Regions from separate parts of the Mus musculus genome. Here region 2 is linked to region 1. Evidence: chromatin contacts called from public HiChIP or PLAC-seq data. All regions are on one chromosome and are shown on one strand. The core of a region is the stretch at or near the end of the contact, and the rest is flanking DNA. Distances in the headings are between cores, read along the strand shown.

Region 1 (3,915 bases), core at 501-3,000:
CCAGAGATTCAAAAAACCCAAACCATTATGTCTGTAGACTCTGAACTGCACTCCCAGAGGGGCATTCTACCCTCTGAAAACTCTCCTCATCCTTCAATAAATAGCACAAGTGTTATTAAACTGTGCTTTTGGAAATATTTGTACCTCCTAGTTAGTGAGGCTAAAGTAGTATACAAACTCACTGAAGTCCCGTAACTCTATGAACCTTCCATTTATTGGGGAGTCAAGGGACGTCTGTGAGTTTGTATAGTACAATACTTATGTATGTTCATGCGTACATTTGTAACATGCATACACATTGTTACCTTGATTAGAATGTGAGAGCTTTGGTAAACTCCCTGAAGATCAAGAAATACAGAAGTAAAATCAAAACAAGGAGAAAGAAGGGGACAGTGACTTGTAGTTTATGCGAAGCAGCGGAGAAAAGTATGCAAGAGGAGATCACACCTGGAGAGACAGAGTCCTAGTCATAGTGAGGGAATGGTCCTTGCAGGGAGCGGGGAGAAGAGCAGCCATAGCAAGATACAAAGAGCCGTGGGTGGGGGGAGGGGTTCCTGGAGTCTTTCAAGAACAATGAGGATGCCTGAGTCGTTGGAGCAGAATGGATGGGTGGATGGATGGACGCATGGATAGATAAATGAATAGATGGATGGATGAGGAGAAACAAGCAGGAGAGTGTGGGGTGGTGAAGTGGACCATATCAGGAAGAAGCACAAGCTATAATGGGAGAGGAGAAAGATCTCTGTGTATCAAGGAGCAAAGCTTCCATATACTGCATAGTGCCGTATAGCATGGTTTAATATTTTCTAGATATTAATATATTCTACTACTGACTGGACAATGACTGTGGACATCTAAGTTGTAGAGATGATAAAGTGAAGGCCAGATGGCCATGGCTTTGCAGCTCTCCTGGCTCAGTCCCATGTAGACATGGCCAGTGTTGCTTAGACACATCCCAAGGACAGAGAGAATGTGCACTCAGATGCACCCACATCATCCTTTAGTGAACATCTGTGACAGGGGCTTAGCCATCTTCCTAGAGTCTTCAGGTTTTTTGACAGGCTGCAGAAGCAGCTGCTGTCCCAGGCATTCTAAAAACACCCAGCTTGTTGCTTCTGTGGATGTTGTTCACCTTCAGACTGGGTGTATCTCATCTGTGCCATGAGGCTGACTTGGCCTGTGCTCACCTGCACTGAGTTCTTTGTCTCCAGTCTCATGAGGCAAAACTGCAGAGATGATGTGAGCCAGCAATAAACAGCCCCCTTGGTGGGATGCTGCCATGCATCTTGCTTTATGATGGATGAAATCTCATCTTTCTCCAAGTTCTGAAGACATTCTTCTCCTAATGATCAGCTGTCACTCTGTCTTTGTGAGGTAGGTAATGGAATTATTTTTAAAGCTTTCACTTAACAGTTTTGCTTTTTGTAAAAAGACCCGCCTGAGAAATGTAAGCGACTTTAGATAGGGAAATGACAACCGTCACTGACATTAAGAGTCTTTCCTACCTGTCCTGTTAAGCATATAAAATATAAATTCCTCTTGCTTGTGACAGCCATTTCAATTCTCCCTGTATGTTACAGAGAACACAGCTAGTAATCACAACTGGGAAGTATGTAGAGCTAGGTTGAGGCTATGTTTAAAGCTTTTTAGCTGTGCTGTTTAAGAAAAACTGCTGCCTCTGGAGGCTAAAGGATCCTTGTTACTGGAGATGATCAAGAGGAGACCATTAGGCAGAATGTAATAGACAGAGTATGTCAGTCAGGGAACTGTACAAGCTGTCTTCAAAAAGCACTTCCTGCTCTAAGATTGTCTCCCATTAGCATAATCTTCCCTTAATCTGAATTTTCTGTTACACGAGACAGATCACAAGATTGTCAATGCCATTTTAATTGCTATGTGCCTTTGCCAATAAGATAAGGCCCATCAGAGTCTGACTGAAGCCAAGCAAATGGATTTGAAGTGGCACATAGGGATTTACTGGGACCTACCACCCACAAGGAGAAGGGGAGGAGAGCCAGTCCCCTCCATGGATGCTTTGTATACCTGTATACCTGTGCGTGTGTGTGACACCTGACTTCACCTATGCTCAACTGCATTGAGTTCTTTGTCTTTGTTTTATCTCAATGATTTATATTTAGAAATGATTTTTGGAACCACAAACTAGTGTTTTAGTCAAATGTGCTACTATTTTGTATTTAAGTAACATAACCCATGCTTACACGTAAGTTTCTTCATGATAAACTGATTAGAGACCGGAACGCAATGAGTTAGGGCTTATCCAAAACTCAAACATTGAAGGTCTAGCCTCCATGGCATTGTGTTTTGAGATGCGGTCTTTAAGGGAAAAGTAGGTAAAATACGTTTATATGAGCCCAACTCTAACCCTGTAGGCTGTTGCTTTAGAAGAAAAAAAAATAGTCTCTGGTTTTTTTTTTTTTTCTTTCCCCCTTCTCCCACTCCTGTCAATGAAATCAGACTGACAAGGTATCTTTAACCTAGGACATGGACCTTCTCCAGGAACCAAATCTGTTGATTCTTTGATCTTGAACTTTTCAGCCTGGAGACTGAGAGATATATTTCTGTTAGATACTCAGCCTGTGGTATTTGGCTATGGCAACCAGATGACACAGCCAGAAAAACCTGAAAAAACACCAAACACGCTAGATAATCCTTTCAAAAATGTACAGCATTTTAAAACATGACTGAGGGCTTTCAGGGGTTATGATGTAGACCTGAACATGCATAGATCTCCCTTCTCTTTCCTGACTTCTATTAGCATAATGGAAACATAAATGTAATTTTAAAAATAATATAGAAAACCCAAGTAGGTGCAACAGAACACTGGAGATTTCTGCAGAGAAGCAGATGGATTCTAGACACCGGGTAACTGGAGTGAAGTCAATGTCCGACCAAAACAGAGGAAAAAGCAGTGCAGGAGAGGGTGCTGTTGGAATCATCAGAGGGCTCTAAACAGACTTCAGACTTGAAGTCTAGGTAGAAAGCCAAAGATGGAGGAATGATTGATATCAGTTACTTACGGAGACGTCTCTTAATGAACCATCTGACTTACTCAACTACCCTTCCCTAGAGACAGCACTTGGGATTATTTGCCTCTATCCAAAGAATATCCCATAATATAACTCTAGGAAACTGGAAGTTTGCAAGGATAAGTTAGATAGCTTAATTATGAAATTCAAAAATTGCTAGGATAACACAGTTTCTGAGTGTTAGACCTGGCTGTCAAGTGAAAACAATCCTTTCACAGGCTGGAGGAGAAAGGAAGGTGAGGTGAAGAAGACTCGCCCCATTCAGTTAAAAAGATGAATGCAAAGTATGTAAGACACAAGTGGGAACTTCATCCAGGAAGCAAAACAAAGAAAGAAACAATAAATGAAAAGAACAGTTAAAGATAAGGGAGAAAAAAAATGTTACTTATGCAAGAACTCAAAAAGCAGTTTTACCAACTGTTTTTGATGGACCAAATACCTGATAATACCATGCAGCAAATCCACACAGCTATGATTTAGACATGAAATGTTCCCTGATAGACATCATGTGTGCAAAAGTCAGTCTCTAGCTGATGAGCTTATAGAGGAATATCTGGCTCATGAGTTCATTAACTTAATGAATGGATTAATCCATTAACAAGGTCATAACTGAATGGCTCGTTAGGAGGTGCTGCCCAGCTGGAGGAACTGGATGACTTTGAAGCCTATTCCTCTGACTTAGGCCATTTCTCTCTCCTGCCTCTGTCTTCTGTATGAAGTGAGACAATTTACTTTATATATCCCTCTACCACCTCTTGCCTCACTGTGAACACCGGTTTGCCCTCCACCCACCCTCCAAACACCAGTGACCATTGACTGAAACCTTGGAAGCTGGGAGCCAAAATGAATCTTCACTTTTAGCTGATTT
Region 2 (3,915 bases), core at 1,060-3,559, 310 kb after region 1:
ATCAAGTGGACCAACAGGGCTATGGCATGGCAAGTTCTCAGGTGAAAGAGGTGGAAAGGATAATAAGATGGACAGAGACATGGCTAATTGTAGGACTTTGCAGCCACCATAGTGACTAGATTTTCTTTTAGCTGTGGTGAGTCTTAAACAAGGATGTGATGTCATATTGTACTGGGCAGCCCCCTGGCTGGGTTGTCTGAAGTCAGGAATAGGGGTTGGGGTCAGGGAGAAGGGAGATGCTACAAGGCTGCACTGTCTCCTGGTACCTTCATTTACTCACACTTCTGTAACAAGGTCCCATTGGCTGGAAATCTTGTATACATTTATTTCTCATAGTTCTGAAAGACAGGAGAGTCTAAGATCAACAACACATTGGTTGATTCTGTGTCTAATCAGAACCTATTTCCTGGGTCACAAGTAATACCTTCTCTCCTGGGGTTGGTAGGCAAAGTGGTCTCTGATCTCTCTGGTAAAGGCATGAATGGCACTTGTGAGGTCTCATCTTCACAGTCTAATCATGTCCTGCATGTGACTGCTGCTAAGAGCATCCCCTTGGGCGTTAGGATTCAATGTGTGATGGAGAATGAATATATGCATTCAAACAATAAGCCTTGTCTATCAAGATAGCCTGAGAAGAGGTCAGATGCAAAGATGTCATGGGGATGGAGATTAAGGAGGAGTAAAAGTTCAGGTTATAGCCTGGGACATGGTCTTTCACCCTTTCAAGAACAATACTTTTTAACCAACTAAAGAGACTTCATAGAACTGGGCGCGGTAGCTCACACCTGTGATCCTACCATTTGGAAGGCAGAGGCTGAAAGATCATGAGTTTGAAGCTAGCCTAGACTACATAGCAAAACTGCTTCAAAATCATAGTAACCCTAATAATGATAACAATAAAGACTTTATCAAGTGAATCGTGACATTGCTGGGACCTAATAACCGACCTGATAATTTAGATGCACATTGAGCTTTCAAAATGCAAGTCACCCTCACAGACTTCCTTTCACATAAATGCAAGCCATACAGAAGAGTTAGGCACAGGGACATGCATGAACCTGCAATCCTAGCCCTTGGGAGGCTGAGGCAGGAGAACTGTCATAGTGGTGAGGTTAGCCTGGGTGCCACCATGAGTCCCAGGATAGCCTGGGCTATAGAGTTAAACCTTGTAGGGGAGAAAAAAAAAATCCACACAAGAAGAATTCTAGATGTTTCTATGGTAACAAGCACATCAGCTCACACATTCATTGTACAACCCATGAGAATCTTGTGTTTTAAATTTCTACAGTCCTAGAAACTGCTACTTATGTATTCACTTCTAGCACTAACTAGCAATCCATTTCCTCTGAACATTGACTGATTCTCTTAACATTCTGTTTGGTGCCATACATCCAGATTCAAATGGAAGCATAGGGTGTCTACAGAATCAATGTCATGTGAAAGTTAAATACCGGTCATCTTTTCATTAAATAGAGATGAAATGTTAAACTAGTATCTTTCTTTCCCCCAGACAAGGGTACCATTTCTAGACAGAGGGAGTGACATCTCTGTTACGCAAAGCTCCTGGCCAGGAATCAGGAAGGTTGGATGTCCTTCGCTGCCATTGACTGCGTGCTCTTACCTCTCTGGCCCTTACTCTCCCCATTCACTAATACCACAGAATTTCATCTGTGCAACCGCACAGCCTTGTAAAGATCACCTGAGCTTTTAAGTCTATAAAGTACTTTGAAAACATGGTTGTGTTGAGCTGAAGAAAAGGATTGTTTACCTTGCTCGAAGCCGGTATCTGACAGCACTCGCCCTGGGACATGGGTTTGTACTGTTAGTACAGGCCTGGAGATGAAGCGGAACATCTGTGACTTCCTGCCTACACCGTCTCAGAGGGGCTAGACCAGCTCCAGGGAATCCCCACACCCAAGAGGCAAGCTCTAGGGGTGCCGGGGTGCCAGGCTATACTCGTCATGGCCCCCTCTCAAGGTTTTGTGATTAAGATGTTCAGAGTGTGAAAAGTAATCACCTTAATTGTTGAAAACCCTCAAAGATTCCAAACTTGTAAATCATGAAAGGCCACTGTTTAGCGGGCTGGAATGCTTTTGAAAAAGGCCAGCGATCAGAGATTGGCCTCGTTAATAACCACAGTAAAACTTGCTCTTGAAGCTCAAAGACATAGCTAATTAGGGCAGAAAAATTCAACCTCAAATTAAGAGAGAAAGAGAGAGAGAGAGAGAGAGAGAGAGAGAGAGAGAGAGTTTCTGAAGTGTAAAAGCCTTTCTCCCTGAGAAGTATGTCTAAGTAGATTTTGGATGCGTTCCAAAACCCACTGTAAGACAAAGCCAAGACTGCAAAAATGTCAGGGTGGGGTTAATCAGCTGCAGAGCGTCTGTGTGTCCATCTGTCCAGGAAAAGGAATCAATGTCCTTACCTCAAGGATTCCTTAATACTGAACTTTTAAAGGGAGAATTTAGGAAAACGGAAATTCTCCCACATTGCTTTTTTTTTTCTTTCTTTTTTCTTTTTTTTTTTTTTAACTAATAGCAGATGCACATGGGCCAGCCCAGTTGGTATTTGTGAATTTATTGAGCATGGCTACATGTTGTAGATAATGAGATTTAAATAGGAGACTCCACTGGGCCCTCCCTGAAGAAAGTTGGTATCTGTGGCCCACCATTGCCTGATGCAGCCATGAACCCCAACATATCTCTAGGTTTACCAAAAAGAGACTTGCTTCACTAAAGGCCAGCTGTGGACTCGGAATTTGCTAATTAACAAGATTAGACAGAGGTGTGAAACTGTCTTATCAGGTGACCTGCAGACTGGCCCAGTAGCCCACAAGTGCTCTTGCCAGTGTAACATTGCTCAAAGACTGGATTTATGAACGCACCTTCCCAGAAAAGAAAAAAAAAAAAATGGCAAAAGAATACAGCTCAGTAGGGTGACCCATGATCCACTGTTGCACAGCAGAAGCAGCCTAAGTATGCTGCTTTTGACAATTTTTTTTCTTTTTTTTTTTTAATTAGGTATTTATTTCGACAATTTTTAAAAGTAATAAACAATGTACAGACAAGATGGCTCAGGAGGCAAGGGCACTTGCCAGCCAGCTGGATGACCTAAGTTAGAAGCCTGGAACCCGCACAGAGGAGGAGAGAAGTCACTCCCATATGTCCGCCTCTGACCGCTGTACATGTACACACACAAACACACACACATACTTTTTTTTTAATAGTGGGCTGGAGAGGTGGGTCAGTAGCAAAATATACTCCTACAGAGTACCCAGGCTCAGTTTCTAGCACCCACATAGTTATTCAGTCATCTGTCTCTCCAGTTTCAGGGTTCTCACATCCTCTGATAGACTTAAGAACATCAGACATATGGTGCACACACACATATGCAAGCAAAACACCTACACACTAAAATAAAAACGTTAAAGCGTAACAGTAATGACATGTCATGACCTCAGATCTGCTCTGGGCCCAGTTCAGGGACGGCTGACTATGGACAAGTAGGTATCTGACACCCAAGTCACTTTAGTGCAGTGCTATGGGGTGGAGTACCCTCAGAGGAGAGTCAGACCTGAGCAGGACACCCCAGGAGAAAGTGCTAGGAGAGGGATTTGTCGGGCTCAGAAATCCTAGCTCTGAGGGTTTCAGGGTGACCGGGGCTCTATCATTGAGAAAGGGCAAAAGAAGTGCCACAGAGCAGCGCCTTACCCTGAATCTGGTCACAAATATAGACTCAGGTTCCACCCAGACCTGAAGAACAGAGAGTTGCAGCAAAGACGAAAGTTCAAGTGACTTGCATGGTCTAGCCTAGACCAAACATATACTACGCTAAAACACATCGGATTTTATTTCAGAATGTGGCCTAGACAGTTACCCAGAAGGAAGCAGAGACAGCTATCTCTCAGGAGGAAAATAC

Evidence for each region. HiChIP or PLAC-seq counts read pairs in DNA pulled down with a chosen protein or histone mark.
Region 2: an H3K4me3 HiChIP or PLAC-seq map of embryonic basal ganglia shows a contact between it and region 1, with 4 times the contacts expected there. The contact joins two enhancer-like sites. A contact is called at or near these places in 1 of 15 datasets of contacts at CTCF or cohesin (large pre-B cells), 4 of 484 Hi-C or Micro-C datasets (embryonic stem cells, nephron progenitors, neural progenitor cells and 1 more), 9 of 115 datasets of contacts at active chromatin or transcription factors (astrocytes, differentiating embryonic stem cells, embryonic basal ganglia and 6 more) and 1 of 9 other capture datasets (embryonic stem cells).

What each region holds. Positions count from the first base shown.
Region 1 is chr12:12,431,036-12,434,950 of GRCm38.p6, forward strand. All of the region lies in intron 1 of Gm34489 (a long non-coding RNA gene), which reads left to right. Among named protein-coding and RNA genes, the nearest start is that of Gm34489, 12 kb to the left of the region's middle. Within about 2 kb of position 1,751, at least 6 of the 459 cell types and tissues checked have an H3K27ac peak or open chromatin away from gene starts, as enhancers often do. A contact at or near this core is called in embryonic basal ganglia, where this site is marked.
Region 2 is chr12:12,736,947-12,740,861 of GRCm38.p6, forward strand. No RefSeq gene overlaps it. Among named protein-coding and RNA genes, the nearest start is that of Gm40270, 14 kb to the left of the region's middle. Within about 2 kb of position 2,310, at least 23 of the 459 cell types and tissues checked have an H3K27ac peak or open chromatin away from gene starts, as enhancers often do. A contact at or near this core is called in embryonic basal ganglia, where this site is marked.